Regions from separate parts of the Ovis aries genome. Here region 1 is linked to region 2. A link is a contact called in public Hi-C data. All regions are on one chromosome and are shown on one strand. Each heading gives the region's core, a stretch centred on a gene start, on an enhancer-like site or on the middle of the called end of the contact. The rest is flanking DNA. Distances are from core to core; before and after follow the strand shown.

The links. Hi-C and Micro-C count contacts between places; a contact is called where the count stands out from the background.
Region 1: a contact with region 2 is called in a Hi-C map of hypothalamus, with 5 times the contacts expected there. The contact joins the enhancer-like site here to the promoter of GPR3 in region 2. A contact is called at or near these places in 6 of 16 Hi-C or Micro-C datasets (blood, hypothalamus, liver and 3 more).

What each region holds. Positions count from the first base shown.
Region 1 is chr2:239,701,947-239,709,612 of ARS-UI_Ramb_v3.0, reverse strand. It overlaps WDTC1 (WD and tetratricopeptide repeats 1), which reads left to right. Exons shown (of 17, transcript XR_009599448.1): 9 at 207-322; 10 at 1,661-1,736; 11 at 2,350-2,458; 12 at 3,124-3,297; 13 at 6,307-6,542. Among named protein-coding and RNA genes, the nearest start is that of TMEM222, 21 kb to the right of the region's middle. Within about 2 kb of position 6,067, at least 18 of the 54 cell types and tissues checked have an H3K27ac peak or open chromatin away from gene starts, as enhancers often do. A contact at or near this core is called in hypothalamus and liver, where this site is marked.
Region 2 is chr2:239,619,903-239,626,754 of ARS-UI_Ramb_v3.0, reverse strand. GPR3 (G protein-coupled receptor 3) reads left to right here and starts at 1,989. Exons shown (of 2, transcript XM_027965442.3): 1 at 1,989-2,135; 2 at 3,180-6,852. The coding sequence starts at 3,185. The coding sequence ends at 4,177.

The DNA.
Region 1 (7,666 bases), core at 4,818-7,317, 79 kb before region 2:
TAGTTTCTTTTCTGTAAAATGGGGTTACGATGACTCAGTGAGATAGTGTTTAACAGTTGGCCCACTTCATACAGTAAGGGCTCAACACTTAGAGCTGCTTTTCTGGGGAAGATGACTGGTCACTGGGAAGGCTGACTTCTCACAACTCCCTGCCCCTTTGCGGAGGGACCAGAAGCCTCCCACGCGGGTACCTCTGCTCCCTGCAGGTCACCTGCCAGTGAAGCTGCCTGACTACAACAACCGTCTGAGAGTGCTGGTTGCCACGTATGTCACCTTCAGCCCCAATGGCACAGAGCTGCTGGTCAACATGGGGGGCGAGCAGGTACGGCTGGCCGCCCGAGGCGGCACCCCCAACCCCCGCCCCCATATCCGGCAGCCAGGGCTGTGCCCGCCACATCCACTTCCATGAGGCAGACAAGAAGCCTCGCTGTAAATGGCGTTACTGTGAAAAACCGAAATGCCGTGGCACCACTGGAATTCCCAGAGAAGTACCCTGCTCTTGAGTGTAAGCTTTAGAACTGACAGACCTGTCTTTAGTCACTGGCCTTTTATTTATGAGCTGTGTGCTGAGACTTTGAACACCTCTCTTCATTTTCCTGAACTTTGGTTTCCTCATCTGCTGCTTTCCTAGGAGGAAATCTGTGGCTCAGAGCATGCAGCCGGGGTTCTGTTCAGGACCAGTTTTGGGAAGTCTTCTTTGATAATGATCGGTTGCTAAACCTTCTGTTGTTCTCGGTCAGGTTGTTTAATAAGCCTTGCATAAATTAATTTACTCTGCAAACACTCACTGAGTGCTTACTCTGGGAGTAGCATTAGCATAAACATGAGGGAGACAGGTGCAAAATATGATCCATGCTAGGCTGACAGGAGAGACATGGCAAGTGAAACAAACCATTGATGACATTTAAAGGCAAGGTGTGATACAGGAGAAATGGGATGTGATACAGGAGACTGGGTGAGCCCCTGAGTTCAGAAGAGGGCTCTGGATCCAGATTGCTGAGCTGTCCCCTGGCTTAAAGGTGGTGTAAGGATAAGTGGGAGAGACAGTCTAGCAGAGTGGTTTGGAGCCAAATAGACTTGGTTTTAGGTGCTGGCTGTGCCACTTGCTGCTTTTATGGCCCTGGATAAATTAATTAAACTCTGAGCCGACATTTCTTCTTCTGGAAAGGTGGCTGATAATAGTACCTTTTTGTGGTACTAAAGATGGTACTCATTTTGTGGTACTCATTTCTAAGATGAAATGAGAAAAGTCATATAAAACACTTAACAGAGGAGCAAAGTAAGGATTCAATACATGTTAAGTAATAATAGGTAATATTTACTGAGGGAAGTAACTAGCAATGTTATTTGGGCAAATTGCTTCTCTTCTCTGGGGTTTCAGTTTTCCCATTTATAACATGAGACCCCTGAGGCCCTTGTTGACCTAATACACATGTGATTCTAAGGAATGACAGTATTTGAAGCTGTCCACCCCCAGGGCCAGGCACTAGAAGGATCTTCCCACCTGAGGCTTGCTCCAGGAAGCACCCCCGTCCTGTGTCACTCGGTGGTTCCCTGCTGAACACTCAGCTGTGTTCCCGAGAGCCGCCCAGGCCTCACTCCTGGCCCGGCCACATTCTTGCCTCACAACGTCCATCTTCTCTTGACCCCTGCACTCTAGGTCTATTTGTTTGACCTGACTTACAAGCAGCGGCCGTACACCTTCCTCTTGCCTAGAAAATGCCACTCCTCAGGGGGTAAGTTCTCCCTGCCCGGCTCCTTTGGGGCATCTCTGCTGGGAACGTGAGTGTGCGCTGCCTCTGTCGGGCAGCCTGCCCCTTACCTTGCACTGTGGATGTGATCCTCTGAAAGGAGCAGTTTCTCTGAAATAACACCATACAGTAAGACGGAAGGGAATCCCAGGTCAGAGAGCTCTGTAAAAATGGGTTTGCCTCACAGCCCTTTTCACTTCCCTCAGAAAAAGTAGGTTCTTCCCATGGCTTGGCTCTTGAGGACCTGACGTAGTTGTGCCCTCCCCTGCCGTCCTAGACCAGTCTCCTAAGTGATTCTTCCTGGGGCCTGCAGTTGATTTAGGCACCTCTTCATCCCCCAACTTTTAGGCATCCCTACAGCCAGATAATGCCAAGTTGAAGTTATGTCCCTCTCCAGCCAGCAGAGGGCGCACAGGCTTGCTTTATGTGCTTGCTGGTCTGCCTGTCAGAACTTGCTTTCTGGGAGTAGATCTACCCTGGGAGGGACAGCCCTGCCGTGGAGCCGTCAGATCCCCGGATGGAAGCTGGAGGGCTGCTGAGGAGAAGTGAGGACTGCCTCCTAAGTTGTTGCTGTTCCTTTCTAACCACCCACCGCCAGAAGTTCAGAATGGCAAGATGTCCACCAACGGTGTGTCCAACGGCATGTCCAACGGCCTGCACCTTCACAGCAATGGCTTCCGGCTGCCAGAGACTAGGGGGCATGTCAGGTAAGGCCAGCCTGACTTGGGGCACAGAGGCTTCTGGAATGTGGCAGTGGTCCCTATGCCACCTCTGCCTGATGGGACTCCAGTCGTGCTCCAGCTGAAGCTCTGGTCTCTTGGTGCCAGTAGCCGGGGTCAGGACCCAGGGGCTAGCTCCTCTTAGCTCTGGGCTCCCTCCTTAAAGGGTCCCGCACAGCCAGGCCTACCCCGTTGTGTTTTCTGCATTCATAGCATCTTCAAGCCTCTTGCACTGCCAGGCCCTGAGCTCAGCTTTTGATATAGAGGTGCCCAGGTCCTCTAGCCCTTGAGAGAAACCTCTCTATAGAGAGATCCATGGGCGGGACTTGGACGGTGACAAAGTTCAGCTCAGCATGGAGGCTGGAGGTGTCAGCTACTTTCATGTCTAGTTTGATGAAGAATTCCTTTAAACCTGTCTAGGACAACTTCATTTCTGCCTGTCTGTTTTTTTTCACTGGCACAAAGCATTGGAATTGTGGCTATTGACCTGCCACAGTTACCCAAGCCAAGGGTGGGAGTGGCATCCTCTTTCATATGACAGTGCAGATCTCAGGGACCAAGAAAACCTGGGAGGCCTCCAGGCAGGGCCACAGACATCCTGAGGGGCTGCTCTGACCTTCCTTGGTTGGCCTGACACTCTGCTTCCCCCGTAGCCCCCAGGTAGAGCTGCCCCCATACCTGGAGCGGGTGAAACAGCAAGCCAATGAGGCTTTTGCTTGCCAGCAGTGGACCCAGGCCATTCAGCTTTACAGCAAGGCCGTGCAGAGGGCCCCTCACAACGCCATGCTCTACGGGAACCGAGCTGCTGCCTACATGAAGCGCAAGTGGTGAGTGGGCCTGATGGAACCAAGTTGCTGAGGCATCCAGGGACAGTAGCAGTGGCATCCTGCTGCCCCTCAGGGCATGTTAGGCCCAGGCCTCTCACCCATTCCTGGTTGGTGGTGGGCAGGTGCCTGACCTGTTAGTCAGGAAGCTTCAAACACCAGGAGAGCTCACAGTTAAATGGAACATGTTCACAAGTAGCTTCAGCATGTTAGTGCTGTGGTTGCTGGAAGTAGGAATTGGGAGAGTGGTTAATCCCAGTCCTTGGAGAATTGGGCCTTGAATCGGACTTTTAAAGGGGCAGTAGAATCTTGCTAGATGCAAATGAGGCCCTGGTGAATTCAGTTGCTATCTGTTTGAAGTGATTGTGCAGCGCCTTGACCTTGGAGTTTGCTGTCCTATGCTCTTGGACCCTTTGGACCAAGCACAAGCAGGATCCTAGACATCTGAAGCTGGCTGTGGGTCTTGCTGTGTGGTAATGGCCAGTGGTAAGGGAACAGGTCCATATCCTGAAGAACCCTTTATCTTTGAAGACCACCAGGGCCCCCAGCCCTTCCGCCTACAGCACCAGCAGGCAAGCAGGCAGGCAGACCCCATCCCCCAGCCAGGGCCAGGATGGGAGATGGATAAAGCTGGGCCCACAGCCATTTCTGCTCCGTCTGGCATCCGTCGGCTCTGCCCAGACAGACAGGCCAGCTGGTGTGCCATCGTCTGGCTGCAACTCGGCAGGCCAGAGAGGGAAGCTTAAGAAACCCACCCAAGTCAGCAGGCTGGTGGATGGGGGTTTGGGAAGATGCTGCCCCCACAGGCCTTAGCTCAGACATCAGGAGTTGGCCATGGGCTCAGATGGCAGCCAGCCCCAGGAGATGACAGTTGGGGGCCCTCCTGGGGTGTTTTGCCCCTCTTTTCCAGCAGGTGGGTAGAATGCAGTGGTCTTCATGCAGGCTGTAGGCTGAGCACACTCTCCTGCATTTTGCTGAGAAGGACTGATGATTTCCCAGTCCACAGTACCCTTAACATCTTCTCTGAATCCCTACTATGCACTGAGAACTAGAGACACAAAGTTCTGTCCCTCCGAGTTACTGTGCTCCAGAGCGCACAGCCTCTGGACAGGGGATAAAGAGGTGGGCATGGTCCATCACCGAAGAGGCAGGAAGCAGTGAGTCTTTGAAGGGTCAGGTGAAGTGCCATGGGCAGAGGAAAAGTCGGGTCACTGTACCTGGGGATCAGGGAGCACCGGGAAGACGTGGTGTCTGCTTTCAGTGTGGGCAGGCTTAGACAGGAGAGGAAAGCGGGGAGGGGACTGTGGGGGAAGGACATTCCCAGGGAGATGAAACGGTGTGAACAAAGGCGTGGGGGTGGGGGACTGACTGAAGAGCTTGTTTGCAGAACAACAAATCCATTTGGCTGGAGCAGAGGGTTCGGGAAGGGACTGGCAGGAGATGAGTCTGTGAGGTAGCCTGGGGCCAGCCTGGGAAGGTCTTGGAATGCAGAGCGGTGGCGTTTTGGCCTCGATTCAGTGGATGATGGGCAGCTACTGAAGAGTTTCGAGCAGCAGAGGGAGGTGTTGAGGGCTGTCTTTTCAGGGAGATTGAGCTGGCAGCAAGTCCGGATGGGTGCGCCCTGGGGCCAGCTTGCTCTCTCCCCATCCCCACGTGCCTGCCAGTGACCCTTAGAATGTCACGTTCTGTCCCAGGCCAGTCTCCCCAGGGCAGCCATCTGCTCCTGGATGCGGTGGGAGCTGTCGCCCTCTGGCTTCTGGCTGCTTTCTGGTCTGGCTCTCCCCGGGAGTTCTGAGGGGCACCTTGCAGGCGGTAATTGGGTTTCCGAAGCGCGCCTGCTCCTCCGTCACAGCCACTCGTTCTGACGCAGCTGCGCCGTCGGGACACTCTGTCTCCCGCCCGCCTCCGCACTGCCAAGCCTCTTGTCCCTGCTCTGAGCACCGGTGCTCCCTCTGGGTGCTGTAGGAGGGAGGGTCAGGAGCACAGCTCCAGCGTCAGACCTGCCCTGGCCCCCGCCGCGCACAGGGGTTGTGAGCTGCGCCTTGGTGGGGAGGCCATGGTGGGGGGGGGCGGTCGGCGGCGTGCTTCTTAACGCAAGTGGGTCCTAGGCCCGCCTCACCCCAGCAGAGGGGAAAAACGGAGAAGTGGATCCTGTGAGGACACCTGGCTCTCCAGTTGAGAGGTGGGGCTGTCTGTGGACCTGGGCAGATGTGTATTCTATACTCCTGCACAGGGTGGGAGGAGGAGGGGCTTCTTCTCTGACCCTCCCCACCCCGCAAAACTATTCCCACTTCCCCACATCCATGCTTCGGGAGTTTGGAGAAGTTAGTGTGGACAATTTGCAGCTCCTGTGGCCTATGCCCGCCCCCACTCCCGCCATCCACTTCCAGAGGAGTGACTCTGCCAGACCGTCAGGCCCCGTCCTCCAGCCCCGGGAGGCAGAGGCCACAGCTGCTGTGGATCAGTCAGCCAGGGCAGAGGGGGCCTGGCTGAGGACTTGCTGCCTGCTGGTCAGCAGCCTGAATCCCCAGCCTGACACTTCTGGCTTCCCCGGACCACAGAACTGTCCTTGAGGGCCCCCTGCCTCAGACCTGGCTTTGAAGGCCAGCCGGGGGGATCTGAGGAGGTGGGTGGAGGAAAGGAGAAGGAGGGCCTGGGAGCCTGAGGCGGGCAAGATGCCAGGCCTTCTGCTGCAGGGCTGCGGGTGCCTGGGGTGAGCGGGTGCACAGTTGCACTCTGTGTCCAGCAGAGGGCAACCCGACACTGGTTTTTGCCTTATGCCCACCCTCTACCTGCCAATACGCCAGGGTTCCTGGCTTTCCTCCTAAACATACTCTGCCTCCTAGAGAGCAAGCCCTGGGCTGAACCAGGATTCTGTTCATCCCCAAATACCCTTGCCCTGAGATCGCTCAAAGGTGGGCTGGGGTGGCCACAGGAAGCGACAAGACTGAATGGGGACTCCCTACCTGCCACGGGGCCCCACCTCCAAAGCACACTCCCCTGCCTTCCCAGGGATGGTGACCACTACGATGCCCTGAGGGACTGCCTCAAGGCCATCTCCCTAAATCCATGCCACCTGAAGGCGCACTTCCGCCTGGCCCGATGCCTCTTTGAGCTCAAGTACGTGGCTGAGGCCCTAGAGTGCCTGGATGATTTCAAAGGGAAGTTCCCGGAGCAGGCCCATAGCAGCGCCTGTGACGCATTGGGACGTGACATCACGGCCGCCCTCTTCTCCAAAAATGACGGTGGTGAGTAGAGTGCGCACTGAGGAGGGGTTGCTGTCACTCTGTCTGTTGGAGATGCTGCGTGACATTCTGGAGAGGACGTAAGTCCTGAGACTGGAGAGGCCTGGGCTCACACTGATTGAGAACCACGTGACCCTGAGACAGTCACTTGGTCTCTTAAGGATTAGCAATAGCGTGTTTAAGGCACCTGGTGTGGTTCCCCCGGGGCTCAGGATAGGGGCTCAGGATAGGAGCTAGGTCATCCTCTCCTGTCATAGACAGGGCCTTGGCCGTTCCGTTGGGATCCGAGCTCCAGCTAGTTGGCTAGAGTGCACTTGCTCCAGATTGCATGGGTGCAGGAGAGACAGCCCACAGGGCAGTGGTAAGGCCCCGGGCACAGGGATGGAGCCTCGGTTCCAGTCTCAGCTCTGCCATGTGGAACCATGAGACTGGGCAGAGCACAGCCTCTCTGAACCTGCTGGCTTATTTGTACAGCATGTTGAAGGGCCTGCCCTGCTCCTCTGGGTAGCGCTGGAGAGTGAGCCAGGTAACTGTGCAGTCTGTAAACATGAGAGGGGAGCTCACTGGGGGCAGACATGCAGCTTCCTCTTCTGCTCTGCAGCGTATTGGACCATGGATTGATCCATCTGTCTGGATAGTGCCAGGCACTGTGCTATGTCCTGGGAATACATCTAGGAACAAGTCAGATAGAATTTCTGGATTCAAGAATTTATAGCCTGGGAAGGACCCTAGCGATGAAGGAGAAGCAAAGAAGGCCCCGGGGGCCTGATAGGGTGTGAGTGCAGGGGAGGGGTTGAAGGCAGCCCGGGGTTTTTGAGGGAGACGTTCAGGCAGAGATCTTGAAGCTGGGGAAGAGGTGACTAGGCAGAGTGTCGCCAGAGGTGAAGCGTCTGGCAGAGGGGCCAGCGCGTGCCAAGGCCTTGAGGCAGGCAGGGACAAGGCACTGAGAGAGCTGGTGTGACTTTACTGAGGCGCGTATGCGGCCACCAGGACCCAGGCTGACTTGTCCTCCGGGGCGGGAGGGCTAGAAAGATCACCCGCTCAAGGCTCTCTTGGCAGCGCTTTGCCCTCCCCTCCCCGCCGCTCACCTCCACACCAACAGACCTTAGGGCCGGGCATCCTCGGGG
Region 2 (6,852 bases), core at 740-3,239:
AGAGTGACAGGGGCGGGAGTGGTCGTCTAGGGTAGAGGTTGGGAAAGCCTGCTCCGGAAGATATTGACTTGGCCGCAGAGACTCTCAAATGGAGTAAAGGGGTTCTGGGCAGAGGGAACCGCCAGGCAAAGCCCAGGAGCAGGAAGCTTCTCACCCAGTCTGTGCTCTCACTGGTGGGGTTCCCTGAAGCTCCTCCTCTCTGCTCCCTCCCCGCACACCCAAGCCTCCCAGGTGTCCTCCTCCTGCAGCCAGCACCTCCCAGCAATTCCATGCAGAAGATACTAACATGGTCTCTCTTTTTCTTAACTTTTATTTATTTATTTGGCTGTGCTGGGTCTTAGCTGCATCACGTAGGATCTTGTTAGTTGCCGCATGCAAACTCTTTAGTTGCGGCTCATGGGATCTAGTTCCCCTGACCAGGGATCAAACCCCAACCCTCTGCATTGGGTATGTGGCATCTTAGCCACTGGACCAATTGGGAAGTCCCTGTCTCTAGAGAAAACAGGCCCAAAGAGCCTAAGATATTCACCCAAACTAACTGCTGACCACACCACCTGCTAACCACCCCAAACTCACCATGTGCAACCTGAAGTACAGTATCTTCTCCAGCCCTGCCAGCCCCATGTACCCTGCCACTGGCCGGCCCCCTCCTTCTCCCTGCCCCACACTGACTGTGGATACTGCAGTGGTTCTGTGCTGGGAGGATAAGTGGTGGGGCCTGGGATCTGGGCCCTCACCTGGTCCCTGCCCCCAGCCCCTTCCCACAGGCCTGGTTGATTCCAATGAGGATCAGAGCTCGAGTTGGAGGGTGGAGGAGGCAGCTATTTCCCCTTTCCCAGAACTGGCCATATCTGTGGCATCTGGAGAAGTCAGCTGGGAGAGGTTCCCTGGGAACAGGAAGAGGTGGGGAAGGGGGAGTTTCTTCTCTGTGCCCTGCCCTGCCAGGGTGCCTAAGATGGGAGGCCGAGGGGGGCCCGCCCTGGGGACTGAGCTGATGGCTTTCTGCTTCCAAGTTCTTCCCGACTCCTGCTGCTTCAGGGAAGTGACCCCCCCCACCCCCCCCCCCACCCCCACCCCGCTGGCTTTCCAGATCCTTGAATAAATAATTCAAGTTTTGAAATCTTGCCAGGCCCACCCCTCCCTGTGCAGTGAGGGCGCTATTGGGCTGACATGATTGACGTCGCCCAGCTCCTTCTGCCAGCCCCGGCATCAGGAGGGCTGGCCCGGTTACTGTCAGTCCAGACCCTCTACCCTGTCCCACCCCCCTGGGGGCCCACAGTCACCTGGTATCTTCATTCCAGGACCCTATGACCCTTATCACAGCCTGGTCACTTGTGACAGGGTCACGGTGACCTGAAGAACTATCACCCAGCCCCTCCACCTTCCCTTTCCTACCGCCTCATCCCTGAACCCCATCATGGCCCAGCGTCACCCTGACACTGCTATGGTTGCCCTGGGGGCTTCCTTCTCCTCCTCAGCGTCGCACTGCCACCATCCCCCCAAGATCCTGTCACCGCGCTCATACCGTCACTTCCACCCACCTCCCTGCTCCCTCGTGCTCCTGTCACCATCACCTCAGGGCCCCATCGTCTTGGCAACCCCTGTCATCCTCACCGGGGACGCTCATTCAGCCCCCATCACTCGGGCTCCGTCACCTGAATTCCGTCAGCCTGTCTCTGCCACCCGAGGGTCCCATCACCTCCACAAACTCTCCGGGGCCCCTTTCTTCCTCTCCCTCTAACACATGCCCCCCGCCACCTCCCTGAGACTGCAAGGGCTCTCGCACCAGCGACCCCGAAACCCCCGGCCCGTAGAGGGCGCAGCGTCAAGGACAGCGCGGGCCGACTCAGAAGGGGGCGGAGCCGCAGCCACGGTCGCTTTTTATGAATGGGGGAGCGGGCGGCACGAGGCCTCATTACTATGCCGAGCGGCGCGCGCTGCGCCCCAGCGCGACGCACCCATTGGCCAGCCGGGCCACTGACGTCACCAAAGCGGTGGTCGGGGGCGGGGCAGGACGGGGTGACTCACGCCGCTTCTCCCGCGGCCGCGGGGGCTTCTCGGGGTCCTCACACACCCTGCGCAGCCCGGACCCGAGCGCAGCCTCCCCGCGGCCCGGCCGCGCCCCGTCCCGAGAGGTGAGTAGCGGGCCCCGCCTTGGGTACCAGGCGTCCAAGAGGGCACGCAGGATGCTGGACGCTGGGCAAGCGGTCAAGCTCCCAGCCGTTGGTTGGGGTCGGAGGTTGAGACCAGGAACTCTGAGTCTGGGCTAACAGGAGGGGACCCAGGGTCTGGGTGATAAGAGCTGTCAGCTGGGTAGCCCGGCGTGGGGTGAGCACTCCTGCAAGGACCCGAGGCCCTGAAGGGACTGATGGTCATCTGAGTTTGGGCCGGCAGGAAGCGTCTGGGCCAGGAACCAGGCGTCCGAGCAGGAGGAGGTGTCCGACTTAGAAATCCAGACGTCCGGACAGGAGGCGGAGTCAGGCCCAAGAGCCAGGTGTCCAAGCAGAGGGAGGGATCTGACTCCAGGATCCTGGCTTCCAGCAGGGGGTGTTTGTCCCAAAGACCCAGAGGTTCAGGCAGAAAGAAGGGTCCAGCTGGGGGCAGAAGTCTAGGCGAGTGTGTGTTGGGGGGCTGAGGTCCCAGATGTTGTTACCCTAAGAGTGCAGGGTGGGGGCTGGCGGGAGCTTCACGAGCATTCTCTGGGGGCGGAGTCTGGGGCTGGCCATACTGAGAATCGTGAGGGGTCTGGTGAGCCTCAGAAACTGAGCGTCATCCTCCCCAGTGGGGAGGGAGCAGAACTGCTGTCAGTCTTGAGATGTCCCCTCCCCCAGTCCTGGGCCTTTCCCGGCTTCTCCGGGATCCTATGGGCCTCCATCCACTTATGGTAGTCCTTCATCTTGTCCTCCTCGGTCACACACATGGGAGAGAGACCTGCGGGACTCAATGTATTAGAAGGGAGAGGGGAGCGACCCACCACAGGGATCCCCAGACCCCTGCTGGCCTAGGGGCATAGGTGAAGACAAGGGTATCCTGGAAGGAGCTTCAGGGCATGGGAGGGGGTGGGCAACCTGGGACCCAGCCAGGTATCCTGAGGAGAGACCCCCCCCCCCCGACTGCTTCCAGACCCCTCTACCCAGCACCCAGCCCTGCCAGCTTCTCACAGGGCGTTTCTCCTACAGGTACCATGATGTGGGGTGCAGGCAGCCCCCTGGCCTGGCTCTCTGCTGGCCCTGGAAACATGAACATGAGCAGCATGGGGTCCACAGAGGGGCCCACAGGCCCTGCTGCACCGCTGCCCACCCCCACGGCCTGGGACGTAGTACTGTGCATCTCGGGCACACTGGTGTCCTGTGAGAACGCGCTGGTGGTGGCCATCATCGTGGGCACTCCCGCCTTCCGTGCCCCCATGTTCCTGCTAGTGGGCAGCCTGGCTGTGGCAGACCTGCTGGCGGGCCTGGGCCTGGTCATGCACTTCGCTGCTGTCTTCTGCATTGGCTCAGCAGTGATGAGCCTGGTGCTGGTTGGCGTGCTGGCCACGGCCTTTACTGCCAGCATCGGCAGCCTACTGGCCATCACCGTTGATCGCTACCTTTCTCTGTATAATGCGCTCACCTACTACTCAGAGACAACAGTGACGCGGACCTATGTGATGCTGGCCCTAGTGTGGGGGGGCGCGCTGGGCCTGGGGCTGCTGCCTGTGCTGGCCTGGAACTGCCTGGATGCGCGGGCCACGTGCGGCGTGGTCTATCCGCTCTCCAAGAACCATCTGGTGGTCCTGGCCGTCGCCTTCTTCATGGTGTTCGGCATCATGCTGCAGCTGTACGCCCAGGTCTGTCGCATCGTCTGCCGCCATGCCCAGCAGATTGCCCTCCAGCGGCACCTGCTGCCTGCCTCCCACTACGTGGCCACCCGAAAGGGCATTGCCACCCTGGCCGTGGTGCTTGGCGCCTTTGCCGCCTGCTGGCTGCCCTTCACCGTCTACTGCCTGTTGGGCGATGCCCACTCCCCACCCCTCTACACCTATCTCACCCTGCTCCCTGCCACCTACAACTCCATGATCAACCCCATCATCTACGCCTTCCGCAACCAGGACGTGCAGAAGGTGCTGTGGGCTGTCTGCTGCTGCTGTTCCTCTTCCAAGACGCTCTTCCGATCCCGCTCCCCCAGTGATGTCTAGTCTCATCCTGGTGACCCTCCAGCCCTCATCACTACAGAATTCCAGAATGTTAGGTCCTCCAGGGCTTTGTTCCAACCCCCAGCTCCACACCCCAAGACCCAGCTGGTTCTGGAGTTCTAGGACTTTGGGTGTTTCACAGGATTCTGTTCAGATCCCTGCAGGGCCCAGCTGGCTCCATGGTTCTAGAATGTTCCGGTGGTCAGGGTCCCAACTCAGAAATGTCCCACAGCCCAGATGGGCTTGGAGTTCCAGTAGGCTGCTGGGTGTTTCACAGTGCCATTCCAAGTCCCTGACCTTCCCCCTCCCTTGACCTTGACCATGTCACTTTACTTTTGTGTTTCTGAGCTAAAGAGTCAGAGAGGTTAGTTACTCCATTGCCTAGATAAGAGAAAGGTTTATCTGTATATATGTGCACATACAAAGAGAATATCTATTTATTATTTATTTATGAATTTATTTATGGGTGTTAAGGGGAAATAAAGAGACCCACACCTTGAAATCCAGGCCATACCAGGGTACTCCCAGTCCCCAACACCCTCATTTCTGACCTCAGTTCCTAGAGGGGGAAAAGGGAGAGAGAGAAACCACGTATTTTGTTATTATTTTTGCTTACTTTTTATCGAAGAGATCATAGAAACCAGAGCCTTCTCCCCAGGCCCGCCCCCTCGGGTTTGCAGGGGGAACACACCAGCCTCTGGTTTTTTATTTTTTTAAGAAGCCATCACCTGAGAAACCGAGAATTCCTCTGCTCTGGGGGCCGACTGCCCTCTGGTGGCCGTTTTTGGGGAACTGCAGCCGGGTCGGCCGTCGGAACCAGGCCAAGCAACCCCAGCTCCACTCCAGGCTGGTGTCCAGCACCATAGCCAGAGCCTGGGGTCAGGTCTCACCCTGCGGTGCCCTACAGGAGGCAGGGTGCGAGCCAACACCTGAGCCCTCTGCCATCTGGGGTAGGGTCCCCAGTGCAATCCCTATTCCTGTTCCTGACCCAACCCTCATTAAAAAATGATTTTGTGATAAATAAGATTTGTCTGTTCGTGGAAGGAGTGGTGTGGGGTGTGATGGGTGACAGCCTCGAACGGGGGGATTAGGCCAGGCCTGGGGACCTATGGGGGGATCCAAGAAACTGGAGACTCAGGTGGAGTAAGGCTGGCAGGTGACACCTCCCACCCCAGGATGCCAGTCTGATGGGTTCCTCTGTTCAGACCCAGGCGTCCCCAGACAAGAACCCCACCTCCACCGGGACTAGAACTGCTGGTGCCAGGCCCCCGTGGGTTTCAGTTGCTCACATCTTGCCTACATTAGCTTTAGCTTGGGGTTTGGGCATGAAGAATGTGCTCAAGCCATGTAGGTGTCCTGAACAACAGCAGCCTCTTCCACTCACAGGTGTTTCCTGCGCGCTGGGCACTGCACTAAGCGTTCTGCATCCGTCAGCTCACGTATGCCTAACAAGCATCCCCTGGCACGGGTAAGAACCTCATGTTACAGACCAGGAAGTGGGCCAAGGGAGATTCAGTGGTCAGCTCAAGGTCATACAGCTAGGAAACGGTAGAGCCAGGATTCAAAAGAGGCACGTTTGTTTCCAGGCCCTGTGCACTGTCCCCTGGCCGATGCCCCCTCATCTCCTGCCTTCCCAAGCCAAAGGCTTAGGACATTCTGGACCCTGCCTTGTGTTGGGGTTAATTTTCAGAGCCAGTGGCCCCATTTTGGGAGGTGATTGGATGGGGTCTGTTCACTCAGGAGCTGGAAGGACTTTTTTCTACGCAAAGGTGAGTGAAGGTAAGTGTGTGTACCCTTGTGTGCATTTGAGGACAAAATTGGGCAGGACTCTGAATTGCAGTTTTGGAACCAAAAAGAACTTGTTCACCAGGTACAGGCAGGAGTAGGTTTGGGGTGTGGCTGAAGAGGAAGCTCGGACTACCCCAAACCCACATCTACCCAGATGGGCGAAGCCTGGAGGTGGGGCCCTCAGAGCACCCCTATTGCACAGATGGGGAGACTGTTTCCCTGGCCAGAGAGCTTTTGCCTGATGTTCAAGACTCCTCCCCAATAGCAGCCACAGGAATCCAAGGGGAGTGGGCATACCAACAGGGCTGGGTCACAGCTGGCAGAGGGCGGGCCTGGGCTGAGCTACACACAGTGCCAATCCAGGCCCAAAGTGGGGAGGCTCCACCAGGTCAGGTTGAGGCTTACCTCCTCTCCCCACCTTCCTGGAAGGTCCCTGGGAAAAAGGTCCCCAGTCAGGAAGCACCTGTCCCATGCCAAACATCTCACACAACATCACCATGGCCCCTTTGGTGGGGGAGGGGTACTATTGCTTTCCCCATTTTACAGAAGAGAAAGTTGAGGCTCTGAGAGTAATGAATTTTCATTTATTCATTGCTGTCCTTGTGGGCAGTGTAAATTCTAGCTGGAGGACACAGTAATAAAGACAGGAACTAAAATATGATAATGTCAGAGTGATATATTCTCAGAGACAGAGCACAGGGAGCGGATGTAAGCTTTAAACGAGGGTGCCCCTTGGAACCTCCCTGGCAGTCCAGTGGTTAGGGTTCAGCTTATCCACTGCTGCTGGGGACCCATGCTGGATCCCTGGTCAGAGAACTAAGACACTGCAAGAGATATGGAGTGACCTAAAAGTAAAGAAAAGATACGGATGCCCTCAAAATCCTCACTGA